Regions from separate parts of the Mus musculus genome. Here region 1 is linked to region 2. Evidence: chromatin contacts called from public Micro-C data. All regions are on one chromosome and are shown on one strand. The core of a region is the stretch at or near the end of the contact, and the rest is flanking DNA. Distances in the headings are between cores, read along the strand shown. Region 1 holds the start of Ccn2 (cellular communication network factor 2). Region 2 overlaps Gm15270 (predicted gene 15270).

The links. Hi-C and Micro-C count contacts between places; a contact is called where the count stands out from the background.
Region 1: a Micro-C map of muscle stem cells shows a contact between it and region 2, with 5 times the contacts expected there. The contact joins the promoter of Ccn2 here to the enhancer-like site in region 2. A contact is called at or near these places in 7 of 39 promoter capture datasets (the 3T3-L1 cell line, cranial neural crest, embryonic stem cells and 4 more), 9 of 484 Hi-C or Micro-C datasets (the AtT-20 cell line, cortical neurons, embryonic fibroblasts and 4 more), 11 of 115 datasets of contacts at active chromatin or transcription factors (embryonic fibroblasts, embryonic midbrain, embryonic stem cells and 3 more) and 3 of 9 other capture datasets (adipose tissue, liver and macrophages).

Annotation. Positions count from the first base shown.
Region 1 is chr10:24,591,716-24,599,094 of GRCm38.p6, forward strand. It overlaps Ccn2 (cellular communication network factor 2), which reads left to right and starts at 3,727. Exons shown (of 5, transcript NM_010217.2): 1 at 3,727-4,073; 2 at 4,161-4,383; 3 at 4,632-4,883; 4 at 5,017-5,228; 5 at 5,600-6,968. The coding sequence starts at 4,011. The coding sequence ends at 5,896. It overlaps Gm15270 (predicted gene 15270), which reads right to left and starts at 4,088. Exons shown (of 5, transcript NR_163910.1): 1 at 3,926-4,088.
Region 2 is chr10:24,362,033-24,369,018 of GRCm38.p6, forward strand. The region is part of intron 4 of Gm15270 (predicted gene 15270); the gene reads right to left. Among named protein-coding and RNA genes, the nearest start is that of Gm40615, 95 kb to the right of the region's middle. Within about 2 kb of position 5,424, at least 16 of the 459 cell types and tissues checked have an H3K27ac peak or open chromatin away from gene starts, as enhancers often do. A contact at or near this core is called in embryonic fibroblasts and muscle stem cells, where this site is marked.

The sequences.
Region 1 (7,379 bases), core at 2,477-4,976, 230 kb after region 2:
CCTGAGGGTTTTAGAAAAATATTTATTACTATTTTTCAAAAAGACTCTGGCATACGCCCCCTGCCCCGCTTTTCTGGGAGGGAGAGGGGTGGAATTCATTTACATGACTGAACCTAGGACACACCAGAAACACTGGGAAGCCAGTTCCCCAAGGATCCTAGGACAAATCTCCCCGTTTCCAGATGCCCTTATAGGGCTAGAGTCATACTTCCTATAATGCTGACAGCCCAGTGTATGTGTCGCACATGGGTTTTGGCTTTGAGTCACGTTCCACCAGTATGTTTCCCTGAGACTTTTGATTTCCTCTTTGAGGGCTGGCACTGACTTCCTGCTTGCTCTTATAAGAAAATGTCTACAACTGAAAACTGAAAATCTGCAAGATTCCTTCCTTAAGTACACAAACACTCCAAGTCTGGTCACTTTGCTATTGTTCTGCTGGATTCTCTCTCTGTCTTATCGCTGATCAAGTAACCTTTTTAGAGGGGGGGCAAAAAACATTGTACAAGACTCAAGCAAAAGAGCTGAGTACATCATCTCACCCATGCATACCGTAAGTGGCCACCTTAGTGAATTCCTCATCTACTGGGAGGGTTGGTTGGGGTAGAATGTTCTCTTGAAGTCACTAAGTAAACCCCTGTTTAGAAGTCAAAACAACAACTTCCTTCTCCATACAATTTCAAGGATTTGTTTCTCCCATGCTGTCAATCAAAAAGGTTGGGCTAGGGCAGAGTTGGCTGAAGTTGTAAGAAGCTGCTACGTTCGTTTTACTGCCCAGGTGCACACAAACATTTGCTGAGTCATTTATAAGGATGTAAGAAGTCAGGTCCCATGGCATGAACCAAGGCTGGTGTGTCAGTCTTTCCTTCTGGATTTCCTGGCACTTAATGACCTGCATCATAATAAAAACATACTTTCCAGTCTGTGAATGTCTTGAATGTCCTCTGTCACACACCCTTCTCCTTCTGTCCCATCTTGTCTGTATGATTTGTGGAGAGGTAGTCTTCTGTCTTCACCCTTTCAAGTGTTTTGATTATAAAGCTCCAAGCTACATTTCAAATGCACAGAATATTCTGAGATTTTCATGAGTTGGTTGTATATTTCAATAATCTAGTTCCTCTTAGTTAATTATTAAAAACCATCCATTTGGAACTAACTATGGAGTTACTGAGAATTTGAGGTGTGAATTTTATAGTAAAACCTAGTATTATAATGCTGACACTTTTTAACAGTAGTGCAGGATGATAATATACTCTAAATGGAAGGTGGAAGGGGGGAAAGGCAAAGGGAGAAAGGGAGAGGCAAGGGAAGGAAGAAGAGAGGTGAAAATTAAAGTTAAAACACAACGCATCTGTTTCCTGAGAAGTTAAAGGTGGTTAATCCTCACTGAGAGCAACGAAATCGAGACTTCTTATCTTCCTGTTCTGAGTGGGCGTCGGTCGGGCTTCTCTCTGTGACTTCCCTTAGCTTTATGAATGGCCGTTCTAAAAACACTGCCCAAGTTACTCAATTATAAAAAGCCCAACCACTTACCCCTGTGACTGAGCCTGCCCCCTGGATACAGCAAGCCATTGGTGGCTCTCAGGTGGACTTGTGGTTTCAGAGACTGCTCCAACTCTCCTGGCTCCCCTCATCACATTGCAGGCTAGAGAGCTCACCTCAGAGCCCACATCCCACCCCAGATGAGCCTCACCCTTCCCTTCCCTTCCCTTCCTCACTCATTCCACCTTTCTGACCATTGCTGGTAGATATAATTGGGAGTTTAAGACTTGAAAGATTTCACTGTGGCTTCCCACATAGTTTGGACTTTAAAAAAAAAAATATCATCAAAGAAGACAGCAAAAGTGCAAGGCCAAGTTGCCTATACTACACATGTGGCTACTCACATAACTTGCCATGTTCTTTCTTTAAATAGGAAGTCTCGGGCCTCTTCTCTTTGAGGAATGCTTGGAAAGAACATTGAATAACAATGTCAGAAATCCTTCCAGCACTGCAGAGGCTGCTCACACTTCAAGCCACTCACACCTTTCGCTGTTGACATGTAACTGCACTGTACAGCATGTGGCTGGCTTAACAAGGTAATTGTGTGCAGATGATGTGGTCAGCCACTTGAAGTGGCTAACTCCCTTACCCCCTCCCACCATCGCCCCCCGCCACCCCTGCTAATCATCCATGGATGGATTGAAAAAGTTTTAAAACTGGCCCACTTAAATGGGCTGTTTTCATGTTATAAATCTATAGTGTGTTGTCTCCAAAATTAGTCTTTGCCGATATACTCAGTTTAAACTTATAGTCAGAAACACCAACTATGAGAGGAAGCCAGTGACAAATGATGTAGCTTTAGGGAAAGCATGGGATGGTCCCAGAATCTTTCTATGTCCAATGAGAATTGGAGATAAACACACACACACATACACACACACACACACACACACACACACACACACACACACACACGCAAAGAGAGACAGAGAGAGAGAGAAAGAGAGACAGACAGAGAGCCAATAAACAACACAGGTCCTAAATGAATGCACAGTGTATAAAATTGGTCCTTACAGAAACTAAGTAGCAGTTCTAAGAAACAGAGACTAGCTTAGATACATTGTTTACTTTTAACATCAACACACGAGCAGGGGATAAAGCTGTGCTTTCCTTGATTTAACCTCCCTCCACGAGCCTGCAAGCTATTTGAGTAGCAAGAGGCTTCATCACTAATTGTAGACACTTGGGGAAGTCAGTAAAAATATATTATGCACTGATGCTTAGTTTATAGCCGGATTATAACTAGATACAACCGTCTATGGTTTTGCTGTTATGTAAACAAGTGCTTTACTTCAAAACAGAACAAACCCCAACAACATCGTTAGATTATGGGTTTTAGGATAAGTTAAAAAAAAAAAATCCAAGCCTGGACCTCAGTACAGCCATGTTTAAAATATCCCAACTGAACCCCTACTGGCCTCCTTATACCTCTTTCTTCTCCCACTATATTCCCTGACACTTAGCTTCTGAACACAGCCATTTGGTCTGAACTCATAAACTTATTTTTCTAGAAAAGCCATGCCCAGTCATTCCCCTTGCCTCCCTGGACCCTGAAGACAAGTTCTTACATAAAGAGTGCTGAAAATCTCCCTGGGAACCTACATCCTTGGCTTTCATATCTTTCAGCCATCAAAATGGTTATCTCCAGTGACCAAAGATCAAATGCCTGTATTTCAGATACAAAAGTTGCACATAGGAATTCTGGGAGGAGAGGAGGCATTTCAAATGGCTATAAGCACCCTTCTCCTCTCAGTAGAAGAACACCAAGAGACTACAGCCCCGTAAAGAAAAAAAAAAATCCAAAACAAAGAAAAATATTTTTTTTAATTTCTAGGGGCCCATGGTATTTGCCTCTTGAGCTATTTGAGTCTTGAGAAGTTTTTATGTCAGTAGCCAGAACTGGCAAAGAGATTTTTAAGAAGAAAAGATCAGAGAAATAATCGTTTATTTCTAAGTTATATTTCATCAGGAGGGGTGAGAAGATGATATGGAGAAAGTTTTACTTCTTGGTGTTGTGCTGGAAACACAGCGCCTTTTTTTTTTTTCCTGGCGAGCTAAAGTGTGCCAGCTTTTTCAGACGGAGGAATGTGGAGTGTCAAGGGGTCAGGATCAATCCGGTGTGAGTTGATGAGGCAGGAAGGTGGGGAGGAATGTGAGGAATGTCCCTGTTTGTGTAGGACTCCATTCAGTTCTTTGGCGAGCCGGCTCCCGGGAGCGTATAAAAGCCAGCGCCGCCCGCCTAGTCTCACACAGCTCTTCTCTCCAAGAAGACTCAGCCAGATCCACTCCAGCTCCGACCCCAGGAGACCGACCTCCTCCAGACGGCAGCAGCCCCAGCCCAGCCGACAACCCCAGACGCCACCGCCTGGAGCGTCCAGACACCAACCTCCGCCCCTGTCCGAATCCAGGCTCCGGCCGCGCCTCTCGTCGCCTCTGCACCCTGCTGTGCATCCTCCTACCGCGTCCCGATCATGCTCGCCTCCGTCGCAGGTCCCATCAGCCTCGCCTTGGTGCTCCTCGCTCTCTGCACCCGGGTAAGCCCCGGGACTGACGGAAGGGACGGAGGGAGGGCAGAGTGAGCTGCGATCACAGACTGACCTCCCTCCCCTTCCTCTCCGCAGCCTGCTATGGGCCAGGACTGCAGCGCGCAATGTCAGTGCGCAGCCGAAGCAGCGCCGCACTGCCCCGCCGGCGTGAGCCTGGTGCTGGACGGCTGCGGCTGCTGCCGCGTCTGCGCCAAGCAGCTGGGAGAACTGTGTACGGAGCGTGACCCCTGCGACCCACACAAGGGCCTCTTCTGCGATTTCGGCTCCCCCGCCAACCGCAAGATCGGAGTGTGCACTGGTAAGACCCTCAGCCCCATTCCAGCCCCCTTTGCAGAGGCCTCACCTTTTGGTGTTGGACCACCACCTCTCTCAAGTCCAGCGTGATACCCTCTAGAAAAAGAAAAGCCCCTATCCGCAGCTGCTTCCAACCGGCCCCCTGCAGTCCTGACCCTAGCTCGTCACCTTGACATGTACAGTGATATAGCTAGCTGTTCTGATCCCTGTGACCCTACGCCTGACCTACAACTTTGTCTTCCTCTCCCGCAGCCAAAGATGGTGCACCCTGTGTCTTCGGTGGGTCGGTGTACCGCAGCGGTGAGTCCTTCCAAAGCAGCTGCAAATACCAATGCACTTGCCTGGATGGGGCCGTGGGCTGCGTGCCCCTGTGCAGCATGGACGTGCGCCTGCCCAGCCCTGACTGCCCCTTCCCGAGAAGGGTCAAGCTGCCTGGGAAATGCTGCGAGGAGTGGGTGTGTGACGAGCCCAAGGACCGCACAGCAGTTGGCCCTGCCCTAGCTGGTGAGTTGTCACCTTCAAAGTTACTGTTATTCATTCTCCCCAACTTCAGGGCCAATGCCCAAGTCCACCAAATTAAGGGGAAATTGTCCTATCCGGATGTTTTACCTTGTGTTTGTGTGTTCTGCTCTCACAGCCTACCGACTGGAAGACACATTTGGCCCAGACCCAACTATGATGCGAGCCAACTGCCTGGTCCAGACCACAGAGTGGAGCGCCTGTTCTAAGACCTGTGGGATGGGCATCTCCACCCGAGTTACCAATGACAATACCTTCTGCAGACTGGAGAAGCAGAGCCGCCTCTGCATGGTCAGGCCCTGCGAAGCTGACCTGGAGGAAAACATTAAGGTACATCCTCTGCCCCTAGTCACTCCGTTTTACAGAATGACAGGGAAGAGAACCGAGCTGGCTGTCTCACCTCCCATGTTATTAGAGGCCTGTTGTCTCCAGAAATATCTAACCATGGAGCTGTCTGGCTAGAATGAGAGATGCTGTAACAACAGCTGCCAGTTTTCCACTACAAAATTCCCCGTGGTGCTAGTTAATTCAAGACACTCCAAATGAGGCCATGGCTATTTTTGGAAAACTGGCAAATGAAACTCCCAGTCTCTCCCCTCAGAATATAAACACAAGTCAGATGACATAGGGCTAGTCTACAAAGGCTTGAGGAAGGCCACTCCCGTTGTAGTAATTGCTGTTTCTCCTTCTGTCTTCCTTAGAAGGGCAAAAAGTGCATCCGGACACCTAAAATCGCCAAGCCTGTCAAGTTTGAGCTTTCTGGCTGCACCAGTGTGAAGACATACAGGGCTAAGTTCTGCGGGGTGTGCACAGACGGCCGCTGCTGCACACCGCACAGAACCACCACTCTGCCAGTGGAGTTCAAATGCCCCGATGGCGAGATCATGAAAAAGAATATGATGTTCATCAAGACCTGTGCCTGCCATTACAACTGTCCTGGGGACAATGACATCTTTGAGTCCCTGTACTACAGGAAGATGTACGGAGACATGGCGTAAAGCCAGGAAGTAAGGGACACGAACTCATTAGACTATAACTTGAACTGAGTTGCATCTCATTTTCTTCTGTAAAAACAATTACAGTAGCACATTAATTTAAATCTGTGTTTTTAACTACCGTGGGAGGAACTATCCCACCAAAGTGAGAACGTTATGTCATGGCCATACAAGTAGTCTGTCAACCTCAGACACTGGTTTCGAGACAGTTTACACTTGACAGTTGTTCATTAGCGCACAGTGCCAGAATGCACACTGAGGTGAGTCTCCTGGAACAGTGGAGATGCCAGGAGAAAGAAAGACAGGTACTAGCTGAGGTTATTTTAAAAGCAGCAGTGTGCCTACTTTTTGGAGTGTAACCGGGGAGGGAAATTATAGCATGCTTGCAGACAGACCTGCTCTAGCGAGAGCTGAGCATGTGTCCTCCACTAGATGAGGCTGAGTCCAGCTGTTCTTTAAGAACAGCAGTTTCAGCTCTGACCATTCTGATTCCAGTGACACTTGTCAGGAGTCAGAGCCTTGTCTGTTAGACTGGACAGCTTGTGGCAAGTAAGTTTGCCTGTAACAAGCCAGATTTTTATTGATATTGTAAATATTGTGGATATATATATATATATATATATATATATTTGTACAGTTATCTAAGTTAATTTAAAGTCATTTGTTTTTGTTTTAAGTGCTTTTGGGATTTTAAACTGATAGCCTCAAACTCCAAACACCATAGGTAGGACACGAAGCTTATCTGTGATTCAAAACAAAGGAGATACTGCAGTGGGAATTGTGACCTGAGTGACTCTCTGTCAGAACAAATGCTGTGCAGGTGATAAAGCTATGTATTGGAAGTCAGATTTCTAGTAGGAAATGTGGTCAAATCCCTGTTGGTGAACAAATGGCCTTTATTAAGAAATGGCTGGCTCAGGGTAAGGTCCGATTCCTACCAGGAAGTGCTTGCTGCTTCTTTGATTATGACTGGTTTGGGGTGGGGGGCAGTTTATTTGTTGAGAGTGTGACCAAAAGTTACATGTTTGCACCTTTCTAGTTGAAAATAAAGTATATATATATTTTTTATATGAAAGGCTTGGCTGTTCATTCTTGTAAACTTTTCTTGGTTTTCCCGGGTGTAAGCAAGAAGTTCATATTTATCTTAAGGTAATTCACTAGGAAGTTTACAAATACCTTTGATATGCATGAATCGCACGAAATCAATAGGATTGTGCGTAGCATCCCTTACAATGAATCAAGCAGACATGTGCATCAGCTGTCTAACATGGTTCAAGGAACGCTTTAAGTTCAGCTCTGTGTAGCTGACTCCAGCTTCCACCAACCCCCAGCATACTTCACTCAGCCACTTCTGCTTGGTACATCTGGACATTAAAGCTAATTTATAATCTTTCACATCACAGATTAATCTGTGCCTTACATGGAGAATATGTTTAAATATTAGCTTGTGTTTCACTGTAGCTCTGGTTCTGAACTCGAAAGCCTC
Region 2 (6,986 bases), core at 4,174-6,673:
CATTGCTTTTTGAGATAAAGTCTCACTATGTAACCTAGGCTAGACTTAAACTCACTATGTAGCCCAGGTTGACCCTGACATGTGGTGTTCATCCTGGCTTAACCTCCTAAACTCTCTAATTTCAAGTGTGTGCCACCATGCCCAGCTTAAACGGGTTTTGTACTTTTAAAAATAAGTATCCTAAAAGTTCATTTAACAGTCTTCTCAACTTTTCAAAGCTTTAAAAGGGTTTTACTTTCAAATTCCCATTTGTTTATATGTAGCTGGTAAATCCTTGAGAAAATATCTAATGTTTGCGGACAAAGTTTAAGGCAAGAAGACAGGGTCTTTTCTAATGGAGTTCATATCATGAGCACACACTAGCTGTAACTGACACTTAATTTGCTTATTTCTTTCAAGGACATAAAAATCAAAGAAGAGAAATGATTTTCAGTTATACAAAATCCTCTTTTAGACATTCTGGGAAACATATTATTAAAAAGCTCTTTAACATAAAACCTTTTCTCTCTGTTTTGTCAAAATTCAAAAATAAATGAATGATACACCAATGTGCACCTGTCTACAAGACATTCGTAACTTGTCCTTTGACCTCAACATCTAGGCCTGCCCTTTGCCTGTATTTATCCCTTTATCAATCATTCTTATTTACAAGTTGCTGTTTTTGTCGGCTTAGCTCAGAGGCATATTACATTTTCTAGTGATTTATTCAATAATTCTGGGAAATCATCAGTTGTTTTGATTGTTAGATGGGGCAACTAATTAATTGCTCACTTAACAGATTGCCTCAGACTGTGTTAGCAAATCAGAGTATATTTAATCTTATTTATGCAAATGTTGAGGCACCAGGCTAAAGTTGCCCCTTTAAAAAACGAATTATTCATCACTGTGCTATTTGTTAACAGGGAAGAAGGATTCCTGAAGAAGTCAATCCCCAAAACCATACAGAGGTTGGAGGTCAAACGAGATGGAGTGTCAATTTATACATAGGAATTACAGCTGGGTGTCTCTATTACATCTATGGGACAACATGGTGGCCATGGTCACACTAGATTGAAAAGTGAAAGGAGCCATAGTATGACCCATACCTTGTCATTAGGACAAGTTAAAAGCCAATGTTACAGTTTGTACTTCGTCTTCTATTGGTTCTGGAATAAGCTGTCTTTGAAGTTATCCACTCATGCCATAGAATGAACTAACTCTTACACATGACCAAATCTCAGACAGAATTTTCATACACCTTACTTTGATGCACAGTTACCACCAAGTTGTCACATATATAGTTGTTTGACCATTGAAGAACATGCCTGTTTGACATGAGGAATATGTGGGTATTCCAGAGATATTGAGTTACTCTCAGAACCAAGCAACAAATGCTAAATATCCCTGTAATTTGGATAGTCCCAGTGAATAATATAGTCTACGTCTCAAAGCTAATCCAATAATCAGCAGCCTATCTAAGTAGGTGTTGGCTTAGTGGCTGAGAACATGAACAATCCTGGGTTCCATCAAAACCCAGCCACCCACTAGCAATCTGCCTTAGGCAAGGTATTTGCTCCTGTCTGCCATTCATCAGTGAAATGCTTATAAAGTTATGGTGTAGGTTTACAGACTAAAAAGTAAACGGCAATAGTCATTGGGTTGGCACTCAAAAGGAACTGGAACTCATTCGTAATCATTTTAGGTACAGTTATATCTAGATGTTAGCTGTCAGTTCCAGAGCAGACGATATCTATAGGAGTGTATTTAAACTCCCAACTCATGTCCTGAAACAGCCAGTACAATTCTACTTATAATTTAAATTAGTTAAAGGAGACTTGAACGGAGCACACTGAAAGGCTCTACGTGAAATAGGCAAGAGCAATAGCGACTGCATAAGAACTTTGTCCCAGATTGTCTGGAACTTGACACAAGGAGTACTTATTATCCTGTTTATTTATTTGCACGTTTTGCGTGTACTTATGTAGTTTATGTTTGTGCATCCATTCAGGTATGTTCACACGTGTGTGCTCATATATGTAGAGTTCGGAGGCTGACATCCTGTGCCTTTGGCTAGCACTTTCTGCTCTTCACATTTCATTTTGAGACAGTTTCTCACTGAAAGGGAGCTCGCTGAATGGCAAAATGGCTGGCCAGTGGTCTCTGAGGATCCACCTAACTCGGTTCCTCTTCTACAGAGCTAGGGTCGCAGAAGTGTAGGACCAGGCCTTAGCCTTTTATGAGAGTGCTGGGCATCCAAATTCAGGTCCTGGTGCTTACACAGCCAGTGTTTTACCAACTGTGCCATTGCTTCCACCCCATACAGTGTGTGTCTCAGTGATGCTGATACCCTGAATAACCAGAGAGCCAGAGTTCTAAAGTCCAATCTTAATCAAGTAGGCTTAGTAGAAACTGTACTTAGTGGAAGGAGAACATCATGCAAAAATTACTAAGTAGCCTGGGACTTCCTTATTTTGGTATAAGTGCATTAAATTTGTTAGTAATTTAGTGACTAAAATTTGTGGACAAGGCAGTTTACAGGACTATCAGGTTATAAGGCTTTACATTAGCGAATGGTTTTACAAAGTGCGTTCCAGTAGAATCAGATATCTTCTACCAAATGCAGGTTCATGAGAAGAAGGCATTGAGACATAATCACATTATGTATGCAGGGCAATTTTAACAAGGCTGAGTAGGCAAAAATCACACTATAATCACTAGTTTAAAAAAAAACAAAAACAAAAACAAAATGAAAAAGAACAAATCAACTCTTCCGGATGTTACCTGTAACAAATTGTCTCTTTTAACTGTCCTCTGGTGGGCTTATGGTAACTGTATCAAGCAGGAAAGCAGATTCCTAATGGAGTTCTTAAAACCTGCTGTGTAAACAGTCTCAGAAACTAAAGAAAACAGTTCATGAATATAGGGACCTGATTCTTCCTCTTTCCCCAGCCCCAGGGAATTAAGGTCTCACATAACACAGGTTGCACTTGCTGTTTGCTGCTACAGCAGAAGTTTTCTTTGTAAGCCTTCTGCAAGCAACATTCCGAAGGGGAAGGGAGCTCACTGGTGTTCAGAACTCTGTTGTTTTTCTCCCTAGATGGTTCAAATATATTAACTTGGGTTTCAACTCCTCCTTCCCACAGAAAGAGCAGGGGAAAGTGCTTGTTTTCTTCTGGCCTGGGCTGCGATGTTTTCCTTTCAGCTACAGAGAAGTCTAGAGGGCATATGTCTGGGTCAGAGACAGATGTCAGCTGTGTTTTCAGTATGCAGGTAGGTGGTCTCAGACTCCTTGGCAAAGTAGCCTTATAATGAAATGACTGCAGGGACAAAGTACCTTTGTCAACGTGCCATCACAAGCTGTGCTGCTGTCCCCACTGATAGACTTATCTTAAAGGTTACAGACCACCAGAAAAACTCAAACTCTGCACAGACAGTCGCCTTCAATGAATCTCCCTTTGAAACATAAAATAAAGATCCTCGAGGCATGCGCAGACCACATCAGTTATGCACAGACCACATTTGAGTCGCATAAATACCTTGTGAGCAACACAAGAACCACCTCATTGACCCAAAGCCATGGTGGACAGCTGCCAAGAGACTCACAGTGCAACCACAGAAAATATATCTAAAACCCTAGAAACAACTGAGAGTAAGTGCTGCCAATGAAGCCATGGCAACCTCGTGATCAATTAAATCAAGTAGACCATACTTCTTTGCAGAAACATCTTAGTTTATATTACCTCTGTCCTTTATGTCTATTATTTTTATCTCGATCACGTTCTCCCTGCCTAACTATATAAGCACATTCCTAATTTTGCAGTCTGGTTATTGACCTGTTAAGGCTTCCATGAAGGTACTTGGGAGTCATAGATAGTTCTACAGGCAACAACAATTGATTAGTGTTTGTGGTTTGTGAGTGTGCGCGTGCGCGCACATATCTATTGTTCATACTGATTACTTTAGCTCCATCCTTCTGTACTTCTTTCATAGACATCAAAAAGAAGCAGGAAGTTAAACAGACACTGAATGTCCAGTTCTTTAGGAACTGTGTGATCATTAAAATTTATAAAAGAACTGACTGAGAACCTGAGATTCACATGTGAGAGATTTCCATTTCCAAAGCCTAGGAAGGGAGACGTACTGAAAAATGTCATAGGATAGTGTTAAGCCTTTACGTAGAAGTGTGTTCACTACGTATATTTGTCACAGAGGCAGCTGTATTCTGATTGATGGAAGTTACTTGGTGAAGTAATGCTAAGAGCACAGATGATGTCGTTTGCGGCTTTGGTTTTAAGCATGAGGTCAGTTTTCATGCATTGCAACCGTATAGCACATCATTGCTCTTACCAACATCTTCAAAGTTTAGTTTTACTTCTACAATCGACTTCAATTTCAGTCATCTTGGGACTAAGCTTGGTTCTTTCAATCATTCAAATTTAAATACATCCTAGATGTTTGTTAATATTACCATCTATACATACTACTTTCTTAAATGTCAACATGGTTTGACAGATGGTGGCACAAATAGAATAAAATTGATTGAACTTGATTGAACTTCATCCAATCTCTGGGCTATCCATCACCAAGGTCAAATGAAGCAGCCCATCTAAGCCTGTCGCCCACAGTAGATTAGGAACCAGTGCTGAACATACCCCTGGGATTTGGGTTTGAAGACAGTAGGTTATCAAATGAACATTTTCTTTACATTTCAATAACTACTTTTAAAAACTTGATGGGTCCAAGAAACAAAGACCCAAACCTATTGCCGATTTTAAGAAAAACAGTTTTAGATAGGAAAGAAAAATATAGTATTATGTGGGTCTCTTAGAGTCTGAGGATTTAGGGACGAGGTGGACTTTTGTCCCTCTGTCATTGCTGCTTTTACTGTTCAGTATTCGGTATGTTTCTCAAAGGTTCCAGCAGTGACAGTGCCCTTTGCTCCTCTTGAAGGGGATTCCTCAACCCGAAAGGTCTCATCAATAGGAAGCTCATTCCCATGCGGTTCCTGTGTTTTTCACCAGACATTTTTGAGGTCCTGATGAAGTCCAACTATTTCTGTGTGGACCACATAAATTTTACGCGAGTCATTCCATTTATTTTTATTTAGGGAGGAACCTGTCAGGAATTTGCTTTACCACAGAACAGACACTTTCTGTGATTATTATTTGTTCTTTGTAGAGTACTGGTGGGGGTTTTGAAGTGTGAGATGTCCAACAGAGCTGAGAATTTAAAGGTCATGCTTATGGGAGAGAAACCTTTCTCTCTTGGCACGTGGTAAAAACGAGTGGTTATAATTATGAGTTTGGTCTTGGCTCTTTACACAGCTGCTTCAATTATTTCAAATCTATTGTCAGGTTTTGTTTTAAAAAGTGAATCAGGCCAGTGAGATTATTCATACCAATGACCTCATCTTGTGGGCATGTGCCCATCATTTGAGTGACTTCTATTTTACTGTGTATCATTGTCTTTGACATATTAACAATAAGATTTAGTCTATCGTGGTGAGAAAATGTCAGATGCAAATGAAAAAAATTCTGCTTGTGGTTTGAGTGTAGGAACACACATGCTCACATCTCAGACACGAAATGTCATTGGTGGCTCTTCTTGTGGGCGCACAAGACTAATGTGCAAGAGTCTGTGTCATTCCTTTCGTTTCCTCATGAGGAGGAGGGAAGAAAGGGGCACAGCTTTGGAATCAATCTCTCTCCTCACAACTTTGTAAATGTGCCTCTATAGGAACTGTGCTCATACCAGCTCTTCTTGCAGAGCTGCAAATGTCATGTTTGTTTCCCTTTATCTCTTCTGGGTTCTCACTTTGGACCTCCCTCTTCCTTCCTTCCTTCCTTCCTTCCTTCCTTCCTTCCTTCCTTCCTTCCTTCCTTCCTTCCTTCCTTTCTCTCTCTCTCTCTCTCTCTCTCTTTCTTTCTTTCTTTCTTTCTTTCTTTCTTACTTTCTTTGTTAGTTATATATTATTATATATACTATATTATATATAATATAAAATGTATATACACCAATATATGTATTATATTAGTGTACTCATATAATATATATTTATATATACTATATACTACATAATGCATAATATACTACATACTATATATGATATATAAATTAATACATACTGCATAATATATAATATACAGTATATAGTATAATGTATGATATATAATACAACATTTATAATGTAATATATGTAATAGGTAATAGATAATAATATGTAATATGTAATATAATATACAATATGATGTGCAATATATGATATGTACTGTATAATATATAATATGTATACATATAATATAGTTTATATAATATGATACATAATACATGATGCATAATACATGATACATAGTAATACATAATATATAATAATATGTGTGTAAGTGTGTTTTGTGTGTGTGTTTGAGTTTGAGTGTGTGCACACATCTGTGTCTGTGGTGTGTGTGTGTCTGAGAATGAGTGTGTGACACTGTGTGTGTATGCCTGTATGTGTATGCGTTCACATACATTTGGAGGTCAGAAGTTGACACTGGAAGTCTTTCTTAATGGCTATTCACTGTGTATGCTGACATGGGGTCTCTCTCTCTCACTTGAAGCCAGGGCTAACCAGTTCAGCAGTCTAGCTAGCCAGCTTCTTCCAAGGATGCCCGGCCTCTGTTTCCTGAATGCTAGTGCTGCAGTTATAGGCAGGGAGGTAGGCACCTTGTGTAACACCTATTGACTGCTGGGCATCAGAATGCTGTACACAGCAAGTGCACTACCCACTTAGCTACCTGCAAGGAAATTTATTCCTGGACAAAAATGGACTGAATGGAGAGATGTAATGGCAGAAAAGGTATTAGACATTAGCTCACCAGGGTCCACTTTAGCTTCCCAGCTGAGCTACTTGCCCAGTGCCAGGCAAAGCCTCTTATCCTTTCTTTCTGTCTTCTCGCCCCTTCCCATGCCAGCCCTTTCCCTTCCTATTTCTGTTGCTACCTGAAAATATCACATACGTGTTCTTTTTT